Regions from separate parts of the Rattus norvegicus genome. Here region 1 is linked to region 2. The links are chromatin contacts, called in public Hi-C maps. All regions are on one chromosome and are shown on one strand. Each heading gives the region's core, a stretch centred on a gene start, on an enhancer-like site or on the middle of the called end of the contact. The rest is flanking DNA. Distances are from core to core; before and after follow the strand shown. Region 1 has its middle 21 kb from the start of Rpl36l6. Region 2 overlaps Rad51b (RAD51 paralog B).

Region 1 (5,196 bases), core at 566-3,065, 420 kb after region 2:
CAGTCTCACCTGCTGCCTGTTTGGTGGTGCTTGTGTGAGCCTTTGAATCTCTTCTTGCATTTTGACCTTAATTCTTTCCTAAGACTGAATGGAAATGGAAAATTGAAGTGCCGATGTTAGAGATAAGAAGGGCAGGTCTCACAGACCTAACATAATTTAAACAAAGATGGAAGTCATTAGGCGCGCCGAAAGTGGAGAATATTTAGCCCTAACTCAGATGCTCACTTGATTTAAGCCAGACAACTGTGTGTTCAATTGCGAGGGGGGGAAAGAACACACTGGGAAAGCCCACATGAAACTGTGGACATACACGTTCAAAGATCGTGTCTCAGAGGCGAGTAAAACTAGGCTTTTACTGTATTCACTCAATTCTAAGGCTGCATCGATTTAATAGAAATTTTGGGAGGCTTGGTGGAAAAGATACCAGGAGATTGTGATTCAAGAAATGCAAGGGTAATGCTGTTTTACTTCCAAGGAACAGAGTGTCCCCTTCAAACACGCATGCAGACGGCTTGCTTGCCTCCTTTGTGTTAGATGAGTGGACTTTCAGGAGAGCATTGAGTATGAGAAGATCGGGGTGCCTAGAGACACGGCCCCTGTGGGACTCAGCCCAGCTCCCTGACAAGGAACAAAGCCTCATGTTAATGTGCTGGAAGGAATGGAGCTCAGTTCAGAAGTGCAGAGACCATGAAGTTTTCACAGTCCCACGCGGCCAACAAATACACTAAGAGCCAGGTATGTAGTGTATTCCATCAAATCTCAGCACTCTGGAGACAGAGACAGGAGAATGAGAGTTTGAGGTCAGCCTGGGCTACATAAAAACACTATCCCACCGTTGGAGCAGTGGCTCAAGTTAAGAGCATTGCTGCTCTTACAAAGGACCTGGATTGTGTTCCCAGCAGTCCGTGGCAGCTTCTAGCCATCCATAACTCCAATTCCAAAGGATCCTCCTGACCTCCAAGGCACTCCTCGGGTGTACATACATACATGCAGACAAGACACTCGTAAAAATTCAAATAAAAAAAAAGAAGAAGACTATTCTGTCTCCAAAACTATTTGGGGCAGGAAAAGGGAGGAATCTCACATTTAGTGGGACCTAACAGCCATTTTGGAGTTATTAGACACTAAATCCTTGCCTTTGCTCTCTAGAAGTCAACTCATTTGTTCTGAATTCCTCCACTTTGTTACTCATGTCCTTCTTGGAAGTCCTCTTAACCACTCTAACCTCTCCGGTCCCAGCTCTTACAACAGTGCCGCTCACATCCCCTGGATGGTCCTTCACTAATCCTTTCAGAAAGTAAACGTACTGTCCCCCAGCCACAGACTTCTTGCTAAATTCCTCCTCTCCTTGGGCACAAACAACCCAGAAGTGCTCTCAGATCCAAAACGTTGCTCAGGGAGGGAGGTCGAGTGAGTATAAGGGCTACTCACCCTCCTGAGACTATGATGGGATGTCTGGGCGGCCACTCCAAAAACACTGGGGCCTGTTCATGGGATACCACATAGACGGGACACTGCTCAAAGCTGCCTCCGGTCCTAGGAACCTCTTGGGTTTGACAAGGTGAGGAACTCTTGACAAGGGAACTTAGTCCTACTGGGTATGGATGGTGCCACCGCTCAGCCCTAGCTGAGGTGTCTGGGCTCTGTTTTGTATTTCTCTGTTCTAATCCCTGCAACCTAGGCTGTAATGGTGAGAAGCAACAGTCTCAGAGGGGCCAGCTCAGAAGTCCCCTTTGGCCCCCCCTTCCTCAGTGTTATAACTCATGGGGTACTTATGCTACCACCTCCTGGTGAAACTCCTCTGGCACACAGGAGGCAATTTCTGCTCTCCAGGTCCTGTGGACTCTGAGCTCCTTGGGGCTGTGCCCAGAGTCCACTCGATAGAGAGCTGGGGTTTTGTTTTTGTTTTGTTTTGTTTTCCTGTGGGGCAAACTTCTCTGGTTAGTACACATCTGTCAGGAGATGGTTTGGCAGAGCTTCCGTACCAAGTAGGGGTGTGTGTGTGTGTGTGTGTGTGTGTGTGTGTGTGTCTGTCTGTCTGTCTGTCTGTCTGTCTGTCTGTCTGTGTCTGTCTGTCTGTCTGTGTCTGTCTGTCTGTCTGTCTGTGTCCTTTTTGTCTGATTCCCCAAACTCCAGGCAGGAAAACATGCTTTCCTCTGTGCACAGCCCCAGTTCCCCCTACCAACATTTGCATTCCCTGGGTATGAAAGGAGTCAGTAGCAGACCCCATGGAGGACAAGGCTGTAATTCAGCCAGGCCCCAGTGACATCCCAACCGTGAGAGTGCAGCTGGGGCAGCTTATGAACAGCGCTCGAGTCCCAGGGGGAAGTCAGGCCTGTTCTCCAGCCCACAAGCGCCTATTGTTCACTTTCTTGTTTTTCTCCAAATGTTTAGATGTGCTCAGAGCACAGAGAAGACTGAAACCAAGACCATTGGCCAGAGCAAGCCTGAAGCAGGGAAACCCAGGGATGGAACTCTGGGGCCCCACATTCCCTCCTCAGCTCTTTCTACTTCCCCTGCGCGTCCTGGATTAGGGGTCCGGAGGGTGGTCTCTTCCTGGCCAGAGCTGTTGGAACAGCATTAGGCTTGGGTTGGTCAGCAAGTAAAGTATGGAATCCAGCTCAGACTGGCTTGCTTGACAGCCAGGCACAACTGCCCACATTAACATGGGGCTGTCCAACCTGAGGGTTGGAAGAGTCTTATCGAGTCCTTTCTGATTCCCTAACATTGACCAAGACTGTTGAAGACAGGACATAATAATTGAGTGTCAGGCCCCTCTCTGCATCAAGATTGTAGCTCTAAGGTTTGACCTTTTGGGTTTGGCCTCAGCACTTACTGTGTATGCAGACTCGGGCGACCTCTCAGCCTCTCCCAGCCTCAGTTTCCCTTTTTGGTATATTGTGGGGACACTGAGATAAAGTAGACCCTCAGACTCTAGAGGCTACTCTTCCTGTTACCATTGGTTTCCTTGACCCAGTTTGGATGCTGCTCCTATTCTGGGAGCACTCGATTGTAAACCTAGACGTCCACGGCGAGTCAGAACGGTGGTGCAGGAGCAGCAGCACCAGAGGAATGCAGGATGGAGTGCCTTTTGACACCAGGGTATAGAGGACATACTTGAAAGTCTTCTCCCCTCCCTCTCTCCTCTGCCCCAGATCCCTTTCCTTTAGGAGTTCATATGACCTGCCCTCGCCCATGCCTGGGATTTCGAGCTTCCCTGGGTCTCCTGGTCCTAACAGACCCAAAGAAAACTCTCAACCTGGAAATGCCTCTCCCATACCATCCTGGCAGACATTACTGGTCAGAGCCATAAACAGGGATGCGGGTGGGATACTCAGTGCAGTATAGACATTGATCGCAGCGAACCTTTGGAAATGGAGAGAGATGGAGAGAGCAGACGGGAGGCCCCCACTGAGGCCAGAGAGCTGCAACAGCAAGGTCTGAGTTCTAGCCTTCCATGTCTGTGGACAGTTCACAGGCCCACGTAGGGGTTTGGAAGGCTCTGCCTTCTCCAGAGACAGCACTTTATGAGATCCCCTTCAGACTCATTAATCCTTATAGGAATAAGCCCCGGGGAGCCTCCAGTGACAGGGCCATATGGCTTTCTTATCTTCCTTATCTGCCAGCACTCACCTTCCATTTGGAATGTTTATCCCGAGATAAAGATCAGATTCCACTTAGGGTGATTGAATGAGGGCCTCCCTGCAATTTCAGATGAATGGGCGATCTGATCCAATCATAGATGAGCAGGACAAGTCTAGCTAACGGATGGGGCTCCTCCCATATCCCCACCCTCTGTTTCCCCCCACCCCCAACTTCCTCTCCCTGGAATGGCCCTTATTTCTCCCAGGATAGTCTGCTTTTGCCTGCTTTACGAGGGAGAGGGAGTTCTGGACAGCATGGCCACCGAACACAGGGCTTCACCCTGTTGTGTCTAAACCACAGTCTGATACTTTGCTGGCAGCTATTGGTTAAAAAAAAAAAAAACCACGAAGAAAGCAAGCCCCAAGGGTAAGCTAAGCACACAACCTAGTCATTTTCTACCTGCCACGGTGAGAAGAGAGAAAAAAAAAATAGGTGGAATTAGTTTTAAGAATTCATCTTCAGGATTGAAAAGATGGCTGGTGAGTGCTTGCCACCCAAGTGTAAGGACCTGAGTCTGGATTTCCCAACCCCCCCCACCTCCCCCTCCCAATCACCTTCCCCTCTCCCCCCCCCCCCCGTGAAGAAGCCACCCACACAGGGCATGGGTGGTCTATCCCAGTGCAGTGCTGTAGAGGTAGATACTGCAGGAGTGCTGGAACTCACTAGTCAGCCCATCTCGTCCATCAGTTAGCTCCGGGTTCAATTCGAGACCCTGTCTCAAACATTAACGGGAAGTCCTAGAGAGGTGGCTTGAGTAGAGAGTACTGTTCCTAGAGGGCCTGAGTTCTGCACACATGGCCTATAGCTCCAGTTCCAGAAGAGGCCAGAAGAGAGTACTGCATTCCCTTACACTGTAGTTACAACTGGTTGTGAGTACCGTATGTGGGTACTCAGGTCCTCTGGAAGAGCAGTCAGTACTCTTAAACACTGAGCCATCTCTCCAGCCCTTAAACTTTATTCTTGTTTTTACTTTAAAAATACATCATGGAGAGCAACTGAGGAAGACATCAAAGGTCAGGGTTGGGGATTTAGCTCAGTGGTAGAGCGCTTGCCTAGCAAGCGCAAGGCCCTGGGTTCGGTCTCCAGCTCCGGAAAAAAAAAAAAGACATCAAAGGTCAACCTCTGGCTTCTATATGTATGCACATATTCCCAGGCAAACTCATACACACAATAAATAAAAAAATCTTTCAAATAATATGCCTTGTAATTCGTTTTTATTTCTATCATATGTGTTTATTAGAATTAATAATTAATCATTTTATTTGCCCTCAGAATGCTCTTTCAACCTCCAACTGAAATTTTAAAAATTGCAAAATAGTTTATATTCACTTTGTACATTTTTATGTGAAATGCTTACATATCGCGTTCATTAGCTCTCTGTAGGTAACAATGGTTGCACCAATCCAGGCAGATCTGAACTAGACTGCACTAAGAAGCCTGGAGAAGGGATCCTGTGTGAGCGTCTGACTGCCAGAGAGCGCCTGTGGGGAGGTGAGCCACTCATATTTTACTCTCAGCCTAAACTTACCCCTGGCTGCATCTTGTTCCACT
Region 2 (5,450 bases), core at 424-2,923:
TCGGAATAAGTTGAAAGAACTAATTGAAACCTCATGCTGACTAATCCTCTTTGCAAGGCCCTGAGCTGCATTACACAAGAATATTTAACATTATAGCTGGTGAACTCGGGTGATACAATCCTCATAGAAGTTTTTAGCTTTATTCTCCTTTGAAATAATAGTATTAAGTTTATATAAATATTAATGTTTATCCATGAGAAAGGAACAGAATGTTCTCTCTCTTTCTGGCTATACTTTGAATCCTAGAGATCAGCCTTTCCCAGAAAGATTAAATTTTAAATGAAATAAGGCTTAAATAAGTTGGTTCAGTTGAAATACTGACCTTTAAATATATAGATCTACTACATTCTTCCCTATGTTTTTGTTTTTGTTTTGCTTTTCAACCTCGAGTGTATAATGCCAAATTCTCCTTTTCATCTTTGTTGTTAAGAAGAGAGAAAGAATTCAAGGTTCATTTTCTTGACCCATAAAGTCAGAGAGTGGGTGTGTTCATAGCAAAAAACGGAGCACACCACAGAGATCCAGTATTTGAGTTTCACCAGCCGGGCAGAGTAATTTAGGTATTGAATGTGTCAGGAGGATCATTTCCATCTTACTCATTGTTGGCATGGCTTATGACGAGTTAGCGGGTGCACCTGTCCATGGCCATCCCACCTGCTTTGGGGATGAGTTCACAATGTGACCCAAGTATAGCTGGCTGAGGTCAGCCTTTAGACTGGGGAGGATGACTAAGGTTTTATATTGTATACGTAAGCTTTGCTTACACACTCCAGGACCTTCCTTTCCCACTGAGTGATAGACATGCAGCTGAGGGCACCAGGATCCCAGTACTTTAGGTTCTTCTGTGGTTCCCCAGCCAAATTCAAATTCTAGGACGATGTTGTCTGTTTACATTTTAGGTGGCAGACTTAAGACATACTCAGGATCACCAATGCCTACTATTTCCAGAATACTGGAAGGAAATATGTACCTAATTTGACCTGGGTTTAGCCCCGTCTACTGCCTTTGTTTATGGGTTCCTTTCTGGGCCTATACTTTCCCATTTGTAAAACCCAAGTGTCCAAGTGAGTGGCTGTAGGACTTTTCAGATATTCACTTTCTAGATGAATTATGATAGGATTTGTAATATCTATTGTTGAGACGTTGCCAATTTCTCCTCTAGCTCTTCTACTGTGGTCAGCGACAATAAAGCTTATTTAGCCCTTTGTTAGTGAATTACTAGAGTTCTGAGGCAGTGGGCTGATCTCCCACTGTGCCTGGCCTCCATGCAGATCCACTGTTCCCATGTCTGGACTCTGACTGTGGGCAGACTTCCTAATCTATCTAATCCTGAGACCCCTAGGAGGTAAGGTGGAGGCTTACTCTATCAGGCCTGTGTCTTAGAAAACACACCACGTATACTCTTCTGGGGCTGTGGAAAGTAAACTGAGCTGTACAGCAGCAGGTAGAACTGGAATTCACGTCCTGATTTAGCCAATTCTAAAACATCAGTCTTAGTCAATATTATTGTCAAAGAATTGGCTTTCAAATCCTTGTCATTTCTGGAAATCAGATAATAAACCTTGTGCTGTGATGGTGAACCAAGAGGCTAAGATTTCCGCCTGAGCTGTGCTGGTGACCTCACCTCTGGCAGCAGCAGTCACCATCATGCGATCTCTCCACGAGGCAGGAGGAGGAGCACAGTGGCTGTCACTTAAGGCTGAGTAAACATTAGGCACTAAAACTTACCAGCACCTATGGTAGTCCTGACCACCAGAGAGGGTGGAGCTCACATGGATTTATGATGTTAGTATTTCACTGTGAAAAGTCCTCAAGTAAAGATAGGTGCTGTAAGCACAGAAAGGTAAATTCTGGACCTCAGACTTCCAGATTCCAAGAATTAGGTGTAACCGGTCATGAAACAACCAGCACTTTGAAAGGAGTCAGATGATAGCACATGGTCACCCAGGTTAACTTCCAGAGAAGGCTTCTGGATTGTTTCAGGTCACAGAAAGACTATCTATTTCAACGGTCCAGGACATATTAATTAGCTATCTATGGCAAGACTGAGTTCTGGGGTTTTTTTTCCCCTATGATATCTGTTTTAAATCACTCTGTTTGTAATATTGTCATCAAGTTTGTCATCCTCAATTGAGACACATCACTAAGTGAGCAAAGGAGGTCCCCTGGCCAGAGTATAAGTACCAGAATGGCAAGCCAAGAGCCGTAACACAGAGGATTAAGATTTGTTTCTGTAAAAGGTTGTTGTTGTTGTTTTCAAACTAGGATGCTACCAAATGTTCAATGCCACATTGAATTTCAGGCGTAAACAGCAGGAAATGCTGTTTACAAATACACTCAATGGTGTTTTCCCTTTAAGCTTAAGAAAGGAGATTTTTCTAGGTGCCAGAAAGGAGTCCATCCCATCCACAGCTGCCTCTGTCTGAACCTGTGTCACAAGTGTCTTGTGTGGGGTGTGCACACTCATACCCATGTGGCTGTGTGTGCATGTGCAGGCACGTAGATATTTTCTTCTTGTTTGGTTAGCATGATCCTTGATGCTGGTCCATAACCAGAGATTTCCTCAATGGCCTATTTTATTAAAAGAAAAAAACAAAAAACAAAAAACAAGCAAGTAGTCATATGTGGTTACCTCTTCTCTCACTAGCAACAGCCTTAGTCATGTCCATTTACAAGGAGAGCATATAGAAGATTGCTTTAATTTTGGCATCATCGCAAAGCTTCTCCAAGCCATGTAAATTGAGTAGTGCCTGAGTGAGGTGAAGAGAGAAAAGGAGAAATAGAAACAAAGGGCAAGTAAACTTTAAAATGTTAAGTTCCTGGCAGTATATATAAACAAACAAAAAACAAATAAGTAAAGTCTTACAGTCAGTCAGGTGTGATGGGAATCCCCTGTAATCCAGCACTATGGAGGCAAACATCCTAAGTATAAAGCCAGCCTGAGTTAGAAGTTTTAGGCCAGCCTGGGCAATACAGTAAAAACCCTTTTCAAAGAACCCCCCTGCAAAGGCCTTTTAATGCTTAAGTTTGTTTAAGTTGGTCTATATGGTTCAGACCTTCTAGCCTTTGACTAATCATTACGCTCTGTTTATTGATGGTCGAGCCCCTGCTGAGAGGACCAGATGTACAGGTGCTGAGAACACTGCATGCACGGTTACCTTGCCCGGCATTATTTGCATACTCAGGTGTCTTAAAGTGTTCAGTGCACCTATCCTTCACACGGCTCCAAAAGAGGCCACCCATTGAAGGAGCAGAATGGGTCACCTTAACACCATCTTCCTCATGCCCTTTCCCTGACGTTCCTACGTTTCGATGAGGACCTTGCTCCATTCTGCATGTTTGCAGTAACTACACATGTCATCTTCCTTCCAAACATCCTCCTGCCTGCCCTGAGGCTACTTAATAAACTTAAACCCTTTCCCTTTTCTGGACTTATACATAACATAGTAATTAGATGTAGCATTTTATAAGACATCTTTGCCCCTCTGGGCCCATTTATTACAATGCTAGTTTTAAATGACTGCTTCCTAGTAACTCAATTAACGGTAATTGTTTCTTGAAACCTAACAGCATAAGTCCCACCCACCCACTATGCACATTGTTCACTACGCACTAATTATGTGTGAAGCAAAGATTAATATGCTTTAGAATATTTATCGTTAGTTTGGCCCTTCCGGCCTTGCCGTGTGCTGGGCATACTTTTTTTTGTTGCTCTGTTTGTTCTGCTAGCCATTTCATGAACAAAGAAGGCAGTTAGCTGTTTGTGAATACCCACTGGAGACTTGATGAAGTCTTTGGTTGTCCAAGTACCTGGACTGTGATTAAACTGTTGAACCATATTCCCTCTCGAGTTAATCTGTTGGTAGGATCTTTTAAATTTTTTTCTTGTTGCATTAAGTTAACAAAGGAATTTTTAAGCTTATTTGGAGGGTGTGACTTCCTGGTGCTGGCTGATAGCTGGCATGTTGCAGATTGAACAAAAGTAATGTAAACTAAGAGAGGAGGCCATTCTTCCACGACCCTCAGCTGAGAGGTCAGTTCCTTGCCTCTGTTTCCATGTGGCTCCTGGTTGCTGTTATTTCAGGTTATTGAGAACTCCAACTCGTCTTCTCTAACTTTTTCAGGCAAAACAGAATTCCCTGAGGCCAGAACTAGGGCAGAGCTTTCAGTGATGCTGCAGAGCTGAGTAAGAAACACCCTGACAGAGAGATATAGATAAAACTGCTGCTCTGGTCTGAATCATGTCGATGCCCAGGCTCTGACTGCACAGGGTGTGGGAGGGTGTATGCCTGTTGGCATTTTGACATAGAACAGACAAAACCAGTACCACCTTCCGGCAAAGCACTCTAAGATGCTTCCTGTGTTTATCAGTCCTCTAAAGATCCAGGAGCTGTATACCACACTTCGGTGTATGTCACACATCCCTTTTCCAATTAGATAACTGCTTGTTGGTATGTGATTTCCTTCCTATAAGTGAGACGTAGTAGATTTTGTTGTTTGTTTGTTTGTTTTTATCTAGCCCAAGACTTCAGGCTTGTTTTAAGTGTCAGACTCAGTTAGTGTTCCCTGCTTTGGCAAGACTTTCCCATTTAAGATACATTTTATGTACCAAATTAAAAAGAAATATTTTAAATTTACTTTCTTTTTTTTAAATCAAAAAACATTCAAAGTGCTTGTAGCAGAGGTCATTAGTTTGAGGCAGATGTATTTATTTTACTTTTTTTTTTTTGAGGTAATATGTCAATGCATAGACTATTAACCACCGTAACTCCTCCTCCCTCGCAGGCCCTGAGCCACAGTGGTATCTGATGGTGTAAGGTTCGATGGAATATAGGCAGCACCAGCTTATTTACTTTCTCTTCACTGTGGTGCAGTGTTTCCCCCAAATCTGTTTCTCCTGTAGCTTTCTCACCAGTGACTCAGTGTGCCCTAGGTGATTGTGGTCTGGAAAAATGAAGTCATCTTGCCCACTGTTAGATGAGGGATTGTTCACCTTGCTTGCTGAGGCACAGGATGAAGACTAAGACCCACCCAATCCAGTCATTCCCGTAACTCTCCGGAGAGGCCCTGGCTTTTCACTAACTAAGGGAAGCACTTTGAATTTGATCAGGAAGGAAGGAAGGGTCACTGTAACCCTCACCATGCTCCCGAAGCTTTTGTTTTGGTTTGTTTCGTCAGGGTCTTTGTATTATGTTCTACTAGCTGTCCTGGAACTCACTGTGTAGACCAGGCTGACCTCAAACTCATAGACATCCACCTGCCTCTGCCTCCGAAGTACTGGGATCAAAGGTGCATGCTGTGCTCCTGTGACCTTTACACTTCAGTGAACTCATAGGACAATAAGATCATTGTCTTAGAGTTTCCATTGCTCTGATAAAAACCTTAACCAAGAGCAACTTGGGGAGGAAAGGGTTTATTGCAGTTTACAGTTGTAGTCTGTCAGAAACTAA

Evidence for each region. A called contact is a pair of places that touch in the nucleus more often than the background predicts.
Region 1: a contact with region 2 is called in a Hi-C map of liver, with 3 times the contacts expected there. The contact joins two enhancer-like sites. A contact is called at or near these places in 3 of 12 Hi-C or Micro-C datasets (kidney and liver).

What each region holds. Positions count from the first base shown.
Region 1 is chr6:104,526,921-104,532,116 of GRCr8, forward strand. No RefSeq gene overlaps it. Among named protein-coding and RNA genes, the nearest start is that of Rpl36l6, 21 kb to the right of the region's middle. Within about 2 kb of position 1,816, at least 49 of the 93 cell types and tissues checked have an H3K27ac peak or open chromatin away from gene starts, as enhancers often do. A contact at or near this core is called in liver, where this site is marked.
Region 2 is chr6:104,103,393-104,108,842 of GRCr8, forward strand. The region is part of intron 7 of Rad51b (RAD51 paralog B); the gene reads left to right. Among named protein-coding and RNA genes, the nearest start is that of Rad51b, 280 kb to the left of the region's middle. Within about 2 kb of position 1,674, at least 8 of the 93 cell types and tissues checked have an H3K27ac peak or open chromatin away from gene starts, as enhancers often do. A contact at or near this core is called in liver, where this site is marked.